Regions from separate parts of the Mus musculus genome. Here region 2 is linked to region 1. A link is a contact called in public promoter capture Hi-C data. All regions are on one chromosome and are shown on one strand. The core of a region is the stretch at or near the end of the contact, and the rest is flanking DNA. Distances in the headings are between cores, read along the strand shown. Region 1 holds the start of Zpbp (zona pellucida binding protein). Region 2 overlaps Ikzf1 (IKAROS family zinc finger 1).

The links. Promoter capture Hi-C pulls out the DNA fragments that hold promoters and counts their contacts.
Region 2: a contact with region 1 is called in a promoter capture Hi-C map of pre-B cells. The contact joins the enhancer-like site here to the promoter of Zpbp in region 1. A contact is called at or near these places in 7 of 39 promoter capture datasets (the C10 cell line, the HPC-7 cell line, embryonic stem cells and 3 more), 1 of 15 datasets of contacts at CTCF or cohesin (large pre-B cells), 6 of 484 Hi-C or Micro-C datasets (B cells, CD8 T cells, the G1E-ER4 cell line and 3 more), 2 of 115 datasets of contacts at active chromatin or transcription factors (the SCID.adh cell line and thymocytes) and 2 of 9 other capture datasets (adipose tissue and liver).

What each region holds. Positions count from the first base shown.
Region 1 is chr11:11,459,911-11,464,676 of GRCm38.p6, reverse strand. It overlaps Zpbp (zona pellucida binding protein), which reads left to right and starts at 2,258. Exons shown (of 8, transcript NM_015785.2): 1 at 2,258-2,613. The coding sequence starts at 2,313. It overlaps Spata48 (spermatogenesis associated 48), which reads right to left and starts at 933. Exons shown (of 9, transcript NM_001347068.1): 1 at 1-933. The coding sequence starts at 421.
Region 2 is chr11:11,704,932-11,709,697 of GRCm38.p6, reverse strand. It overlaps Ikzf1 (IKAROS family zinc finger 1), which reads right to left. Exons shown (of 8, transcript NM_001025597.2): 3 at 1,794-1,913. Among named protein-coding and RNA genes, the nearest start is that of Ikzf1, 21 kb to the right of the region's middle. Within about 2 kb of position 1,842, at least 1 of the 459 cell types and tissues checked has an H3K27ac peak or open chromatin away from gene starts, as enhancers often do. A contact at or near this core is called in pre-B cells, where this site is marked.

The DNA of each region.
Region 1 (4,766 bases), core at 1,009-3,508:
CATGGAAACTCACCAGGTTTGGTATGGCTCTGCCTATATTAGGCTTTAAATTAGCATCTCCACCAGGACTCATAAATCCTGAGCAGGGGTCACCCAAGGGCACATCGTCACGCAATGGTGCTAATGGATATGCCCTCCCATATGGTGGGGGATAGGGGTAGTGAAGATGATAGTCCGGCAAGACTGAAGGTGGATAAGGATGAAATTTTAAAAATGTAGGGTTGCATTTCTTTTCAAATCTGACACAGTTATGTCTGTCTTCAAGTCCTTTCACAGAGGGCATGTTCATTTTCTGTAAGAGGTTACTGTAGTGCGGGTAATCTGGATGCTCAATAGCCTTTCCTTCTGAGAAGATGAACCTTCTAGGGATACTGATCTTCCCAGGCATGGTCTTGACCTCCATATCCATGTACTGTCTCATCAGTTTTGAGGATTATGAATTAAATTCCTTTGTTTTTTTTTTTTTTTTTTTTTTTTACCATTTAACTATTAAAAACCCATATTTCCAGTAATGGAAGATTAGGATTAATCCACCATAAAATTAATTCAATTTTCTAAATGTTAGTCATTTAAAAAGTCTTAAGGTAATTTTTTTCTGCTGAAAGGGAGATAGGCCAGTATAGAAATAGGACATAATAATAATAATAAAAAAACACAAAAAGAGCCTTTGCTGCTTGGCAACAGGTAGAACCATAGCTCACGGAACTACTTATTATGTACATCATAATGGAATTCTTTAGGCAAACCACAGAAAAAAGTCCTAGTAATATTTCCATTATACCTTTTTCTCCAATGCTCAGGAAACCAATACACACACACATGCACACACACACATGTATATGTAAAAATTTAACATGTTCATATTTTGTGGGCAAGATAGTAACTGAAAGAATATACTGAAGTTGATGTAGTGAATACATATACAGTCTCTCTCTTTCATATATACTCTCTCTCTCTCTCTCTCTCTCTCCTACACACACACAAACACACACACACAAACACACACAAACTAGAAATAACTTTTCGGGTTGGAATAAATTATAAACATTGGTATATGTTTAATTTAAATACGCTAACAAGGAAGATATAGTATACTGATTTTTAAGAAAAATAATTCATAAATCATAGCCAATGTAAAAGTCCATTCTTAAATGCCTTAAATTATCTGCAGTTTCTTTAAGTTACCACAATTCTTAGAACGAAAACAATGAGGTATTTATGTTATTTCAGTAAATGGCAGCATAAAAAACGATCTATTTTAAACGATAAGCATAGCAGTCCACTTAAGAGCTGTTTTTTAACTAGACAATTTGGTTTTGCATGAAAATTGCAACTAAGTTTAATTATTACAATCCGAAGGGTAATAGCTCACACCTCCTTAAATAAAGAAGGTAAGCTTCTACAAGAGTCAGGTATAGAATATTTAAATCAGATCAATTGTATGATAGTAAGGATAAGCAGAATGTAGCCACGACCACCTATGATGATGACTGAAAATTTGCAATATACAACAAAACAAGCAATAACGTTGAAATAAATGGGTAAGTTTTCAGCATAAGGTCCTGGACAGTTTATCCAAAACACGAAGGTCAGTAAGTTTTTACTCCACTCCGTATTACCCATCTCTTCATATTAAAAGTGAAAACATTTAACAGCCTGCTTCTAGTGTTTCTATATATTTGTATAAAATTTATTTTTATCCTAGTTGGACTATCATTAAATCCTTCCAAAGGCAGAAAAGATGTATGATTCTTTCAATTTAAATACATTCTCATTCTAAACGGTCCGTGAGCTGGTTCTTTATGTTTTCCTGAATCCAAGTTGAGGATGATCTTCCAAGCCGAGTACTGCATGAAAGTCAATGTCATCTAAGGTCTATTTCCTCCATTTTCCCATCATGCCACTTTTTAAGGCAATACCTTTAATTTCTCCTAGGTGTTCACTGCATGCATTTTCTATTAAGTCCCACACACTGATAATGCACAATCGTTCGCATTACAACAGTCAGGAACTTCATGCATTGGCATTACTATAGCCAGGAAGTTTATGAGAGGTGTACATTCATTAAGTCATCCGTTCTCAGGATCTGCTGCCATTAGGCACCTAAAGGCTGAAACTCAATCCACTGCTAAGGTAATAAGAGGGGCTTCTCCTCTGCACACAGACACCACGGGAAGGCAAAGGTTAGAACTTTGCGACACAAGATTCTTCTCGCTTTGGAATCTCAGACCAGCCAGGTTCTGGAGGGTTTCCTTAGTGGTGCGGGGCCTCGAAGTCAAGGGAGCCCCTAGGGGATCGACCTCTTGCCTCCCATGTGTACCCAAGCTGGGTCCCAAGCTAGCACACCTCCCGCACATCACCCGAGCGGAAGTGGCGCGTCCGTCGGTCCGTCCTTCCGGCCTGCCGTCTGCCAACTTCCGGCGGCGGGTGGGCGCGCGCCAGGTAACGACCTTCTGCGCCGAGGCTCGGCCGTCGGCGGCGTGTGGATGGAGGCCTTGGCCCCGGGCCGGGCTCCGCGGGGCCGGCGGCGGGCCGGGGCCTCGGGCTCCGTGCTCTCGCCGCTGTCGCTGGCCGCCGTCCTGCTCTGCGCCTTGCTGCGGGCGCCCCCTGCAGGTGAGGCTCGGCGCCGCATGGCGGGAGCTCTGGCTGCCGCGGCTCCTCACGAGAATTGCGTTGGCCCCGTGTCACGTGACTCCGACTACACAAGGACACCCTCTCTGGCAGGGACAGCCCCAGTGAGCCTAGTTTTGTGTAGGAATCTTGAAAACTACATTTGCATAGAAAAGACCTCTGTGGGCTCGTGAAGGAGGCCCTGCTCCAAGAGATTATCCGAACTTTAAAAGTGCCTTAATAAAACTTCAGTTCGTGGGTCATTGCCAGCCGTGTGTTTCAGAGCGAGTCTATGTAGCTCTGTATAGTACTGAATTTGTGCTGTGAACCTAGTGAGCTTTTAGACCATCCTTGATAGTGCAGCGCCCTCTGTTGGTTCTGGATGTAAAATGCAGGGTGTAGTTGGAAACACGTATCCTAGTTTCAAAAATATATATCGGAGAAAGAAATGAGCGCTTACTAGATTGGCTTTTTAGCTAGCAAGGTTTGGTCTCTCTCCCTCTCCCTCTCTTTATGTTGAAATTGTAGACTTACTAGCAATAATCTGTGTCCCATAGATCCTAAATGTACTAAAGGTACATTTGTCAGAGTTAAAGTTTATTCAAATAAGAGAACTATAAAGTAACCAAGGATACAGATGTAGAAGAAGTGTGAAGAAAGGGATACTGTGGTTAAAGGAAAGAAATGGGGCATGCTTACTAGTTTTTTATTTTTTTTTTAACTTGACACAATCTGTAGTTACCAGGGAATAGGAAACCTCAATTGAAGATTTGACTATCAGATTGACGTATGAGCGGTCTGTGGGGGTATTTTTCTTAATTGCTTTTGATGTGGGAGGGGCCGGTCCTCTGGGAGGTGGTGTCATCCCTGGGCAGGTGGTCCCAGGCAATGTCAGAAAGCAGGCTGAGCAAGCCAGAGGAAGCTAGTCGGTAAGCACTATTCCCCCGTGCTTCCGCTTAGCCTGCTGCCTCCAAGTCTGGGTTTGAGTCCTGGATGCCTTTGCTTTCCTGGATCGGAAAGAGAGGCCCCTTGGTCTTGCAAACTGTATATGCCTCAGTACAGGGGAACGCCAGGGCCAAGAAGTGGGAGTGGGTGGGTGGGGGAGTGGTGGGGGAGGGTATGGAGGACTTTTGGGATTGCATTGGAAATGTAAATGAAGAAAATACCTAATTAAAAAATGTAATACTAAAACAAAGCATAACAAAACAAAAAAGGAGAGAAATAACCTGCCAGGGGAAATCAGTCCTCACTAGTCTTCTCCCAGGTTGATTTGGGGCGTGGTGTTTATCACAGGCACAGAAAGGAAGCTAGGATGGGGAGAGGGATATAAAAGATTACTCTCATCGAACACTAAAGTTCAAGTGATGGGCACAAAGAGTCCTGTGAGAATAGATTGTCTAATTATTCTGCGTGAAAAAGATGGAGTTGAGTATGGCTCTTGGCCTCATACGTGGTAATGAAATTTGTGTTTTTGTTTAAAAACATTGCCTGACTTTCCTTTTTTTTGATAAGGTCTATCAAAAACAGGATAAGCTTTTAGTATCTTAACATGTAAACTGTGACTGGTAAAGGCTGTAATTACATAGCACTTCATATCTCCGATGATAATTCTATAAGGCTGCAATTGTCAGTCTCATTTTGCAGATGAAAACCCTTAGACTTGAAGTTTAAAGTAACTTTCCTGTGGCAGAATTTGCATTTAAACTCCACTGCGGCCTTTAATGCCATAGTCTCTCCTCTTTACCTGCTGCTATTGAGGCGATTTGGGAGTAACACTTTACAGTCATTGTATTGCATTCTCTACCTCTTCTGTTCACAACATCACACTATCATAAATGCTCATTCAACAACGAATGAAGACTATCAGGAAGTGTTTCAAAATCATTGTCTTAATAGTTTTCATGTTATAGGTGTAGTGCTTGCAAAGGATTCTTGACTTAAACACTGATGCTTCTATCAATGGAGTTTGGACCAAGGAAAGTCTTCCATGACCATCAATTAATGAGGTCATGCAGGAAGTCTGAGGGAGGAGGGGTTTGTGATATGGGCCCTGTAAGGTGGGAGACTATGGTAAGTCAGCACAGAAAGGCTGGGCTAAGATTTATAAGGGGTAAGCCACAACTATATGGAATTCTTTAAGGACTATGCAGAGCAGT
Region 2 (4,766 bases), core at 593-3,092, 250 kb before region 1:
GGTCCGTTTTTTATTAATGGACTCATCTCTTCCTTATGCTCTGTTGTCTGTCCTCATCTTACTACTGAGGCCGCATGGATCCCTTTTCTCTAGGAACAGTCCCTAGGAACATTTGTGCCTGCGATGCACCCACACACTTTCTCTCTCTTTTAGTCTGTCTGCCATTCTGTCTTCTGCTTTATTCATCTGGCCCACAAAGCCACTCTGGGGCATGCGGTAGTGCTCTCGCTCACATGAGGAAAATGGAGGCTCAGAGAAATGAGAAGTTCTGCCCTGAGGGTCACAGTCAGGGACCAGAATCTTGGATGTGTCCCTTCTGAGACTTGCCCTCCTGCCTCCCTGTTTCCATGGTGACTCTTGCTTGACCCTGTTGCCCTTTGATCCTATTCCAAACTCTCCTGATTCCTGGTCCCCTGTCCTTTTTAATCCATGATTCTCATGAGCCACTCCATAAGGCAGTGTGGTGAAGTATTGCTTCAACTTTATTTCCTGTAATTTGTGAATACCTCCTAGATATTACCCCATTCTATTTAATGTTATATTCTACACATTATGAAACTTACAGCCTATATATAGCCTACATGTGGAAATGGGTGGATTTCCTTCAACAATCACACAGGACAAGGCGGCCACCATGTAGTGTGGCTGGGGGTGTTCCAATGGTGGGTTTTCTCATCCCTTTCCCATGTACTATCTGTTCTCTGGGCTTTTGCTCTCAGTTTTTCTAGCAGGTGATGTTGTGGCTTCTAGTTGTCCACCAAAAACTTTGCTCTCTTTGTTTCTGAGGCTCACATCAAATAGCCTCCTCCTGTCTTCAGGGCCAAGTCAACTGCTACTGCCAAATCAGGCAAAACGTTTACCAAGGCATTTTAATTTTTCAAGTTTGAAATGATTACTTTCTAAACTTCATCTTGAAAGGAAATTGAACTGAAAATTGTACATGGTGACAGTCAGGGAGAGAAGACCCTGGGAATGACATGTTCTACAGAGTGCGCATACCAAGGGCACCTGGAACTGAGCACTTGATTTAGGATGCAAAGGCCCGTGAGGGAGCCAGCCAGCAGTGCCAGCGAAGCCTGCTCCCTGCTCACACTACACGGCCAAAGGGACAAGGTGCCCACAGCACTTGTGACCTATTCATCTATGACACGTGAAATACACACATCTTTCCCGCTCTCCAGGAACCAGCCTGGTTTTCGGTTCCTTAAATCACACCTACAGCATGATGATTCTGCAGAGGTTCCACAGCAGCTGTGGAAATTCTGGGCAAGCCCACCTCTTTCTCCACAAGAACTAAGTCCTTAGCCTGACTGTGAAGTAGGGGCTCTCCCTGTGTGGCATGGTCAAAGGACAATTTCTCCTGTTTCCCAGAATGAGCCTCTCGCTTGGTGATGAGAACCACAGGCAGGTTGTGACCATCTGTTTATGTTTTGAAAAGAACCCCTAGCATACAGGGTGTTTTCAGGACTAAGCAAAGGAGATCTATATGCTCCAACACTGGCCGAACTCCTTGATTTAAAGTGACCTTTAAATTAATACAAATGTATTTCATACAGTTCCATGTTGTTCAGCACATAGTAACACCAAGATCACCTGTAGTCAACAGAAAACCACCTTAAAAATAAACACATCAATTAAAGCAGATCACCCATATCCCAACTTGAGGAAACCCTGTTATGTGACTGACCTCAGAGGACAAGAGGGAATGAGCCCACCTACCTTATCCTACACAGCAGCCATTTCCTAACTGTGCATATGCTACAGCCTGCAGGACAGCAGGGTGAGCCACTTACCCATGCCTCGATCACTCTTGGAGTTCTGCTGTGCTCCAGAGGTAGTGGACAGGTCCTCAGGGACAGGCATGGGCTCATCCCCTTCATCTGGAGTGTCACTGACTGGGGGGCTCTCCTTTCCTGCAGACACAAATCAGAGCTTGAGTTTCTGGCAGGCGTTGTCAGCTGCTGGGAAAACCTCACTGCCTGGGCTTCACCTTGACAGCACTAGGGCAGACTGAAGGGGTACCTGCTCTGAATTAATGCTTCCCTGTTAGGACAAATACATATTTCTCTTCCTAGGAATGAATATCACTGCTAAGCACTAAATAGACATCAGAGGACAGAACAAAGATTTACAAAAGGAAAACAACAAAAAGCAAAACAACATCTGTGGCCTTAACTATTCCTGATACCAAATTACTACATAAATATTGATATATTATAGGGTCTATGTGGTGATATTTTTCAAAGCAAACTGGCTTTTAGACATCCTCAATACAATTTGTTGATACAAACCTATTTCTACAATTTTATTTATAGGGGAAATAAGGAATTAGGTTCATTGTTTTGCTTCTTTTGACTCTATATATTGTTTTGAGTCTATATAATCAATTTTGCACTGAACCTCCTTTCAGTCAATTTTGGACATATCCTTAAAGATCATCATTGTATACATCTTTGGAAATGTTACTGCTGGGCTAATGGTGGCTGTATTTCTGAGGCTCTTCTCGTGCTTTGACAAACTCAAAAGCATACAAAGATAAAAGTTTGTTACACATCATAAAGTAGGGTTCCCATTCTCCCTTCCTCTCCCGTTCTTCCTTCTTTGCTATTATTTGAAAACCTCACACATGCATATACAGCTTTTTTTGGTCCTTCCCTCTGCCTCCTTCCCTTCTGTGTTATTATTTGATAATCTCATACACGTGTAGACAGCTTTTTGGCCACTTTCACTTCCAGTTACCCCCTCACTCCCCTCCTAATCCCATCTCCCTAGCAATCATTGGCTGGGTTAGAATGAAGTTTGTCTAGCTCCAGGATGGAGAAATTGAGATCGACACAGTGAAGCTGTCGCTGGTAGAAAACGCTCTCTTCTCACCAAGGCTGGAGCTCTGAAAGTGTCCACCTTTCTGGAGCTGATTTAAAGGGATTGACAGGCTCAAACTGAATAGGAGAAACAGCCAGTGAGGCCCTAAATCTATGCTGACTGACTCATTGTAGCTACTTACAAAAGAAAGTCTGGCTCAAGATCCTGAAGGTAGGCTACCAGACGTGTGCCCGTTGAGTTGGCAACTTGGCCCAATAGGCGAAATGACCTCCCAACAAACACTAACCCAGACTTTTGTGAGCATTATGTAAACAACATGCCAATGAGTAAAATTTTCTGAGAACACGAACAGACATGGTATGAAAATTGGATCAACTCACAAGAACTGCACCAACATTTTTTAGGAGCCAGAAAAGATCATTAAAATAAGTACATGAGACAAGCTTTACTGGAATCTTTAAAATAGAATCTGCACCAAAGACATGCTTTGGGGAATAGTGTTACAATCGCTAAGAAAGAGACATCACAATGTACTATCCCAGGTTAGCTTGATTAGAGCAACTGGCATATTTTCAGAAAGAGCATTATTGGGTATATTTGGATAGCTGATACGAGATAAATAGTTAAAGATGGGGTAAGATTATAATAATTTCCCAAAGAAAAACAAAAAGCCCAAGAGGCTGATTAAAAGTGTTCACATTGTGCTAGAATCTTGGAGCAGTAGTCAGCACTGTCTCCCTCACCCTAAATAGAAGACATTTACAGTAACAGTGGCAGGACTTGTGGCTCTGCTTCTCATCTTTGCAATAAGCAAGGAAAGCCTCTATCCAGGAGCATGCAGAAGGTATACAAACAATTTGACAGCTTCAGTCATACAGAGTCATGGCCCAGAATGAAGGTTTTCAAAGTTTGGGGATGTTAGGGAGGTATTCAAAGACAATAAGCACACAGAAATCTGGTTAAACAGATATTCTTTATAATGTAGAGACATTGAAGTGGGGAAGTGGCAGGCTGGTTAGCAGATACCCACACCACTTGCCTTTTGAAAGGCCAGTAAATAACCCCCAAAGAGCAGAGGGGAGAGGAAAATGACAGCTATAACCTCAAAAAAAAAAAAAAGAAATAATTATAAAAAGAACCTCCATGAGATTGGGAGTGGGGCCCCTGGCCACAACGCCATAGCCTAAGAGGCTGGTACATGAGACGGAGAGTGGAGCCATGGGGACCCGTGATTCACCAGCTGGCATTAATATTGAGTGGGAATTGGAGACGGGGAAATGGAACTGCTTTGACTTGTTTTGTTGTGATGGTCTTCCATATAATAACTTTGATATTATCATCCATGATACTTCTGGGCCTGTGGACATGCCATGCCACACTAGAGCTTGAGGGAGGGGTATGTGTGATAAAGATCTAGGATTAGCCAATAAAAGCAGGCCACACTCTCAGTCCATTTCATGATTAGTTAATTGCATGCAAAAAGACACATGGTGGTTACTCAGTTTTAAAAGTGTGGCTGATCCATCTTTGAAAGGACAAAACTCAACTCTATCTTAAGGATGATGTTCATAGTAACAGCTGGACTTCTTAAGAATCACAGCTGGCTGAAGTTGTACATTAAAAGGCCATCTCACCTCTATTCCCATCTTATATCCTGGTACTTTTCCTACATGAAGGACACGGTGTAATGAAAACAGTAGGGATTGTGATTCTAAAACGCTGTGGGTCAGACAGATCAATAGGAACTCTCAGAGCAGATGAAACCACACAGGGAGAAGGAGGAACAACAGGTCAGTCCCCATGTGTATAGGGGTATAGAGTACAAAATCAGACCTGAAGGAACATGGCATTAACATGGCAGCCAAGAGCGTGGCATTAATTCAACCCTGCCTCACCACGGCTCACTGATGGTTTTTAAGAGGTCCTCTGATTTGCCTAAAAGC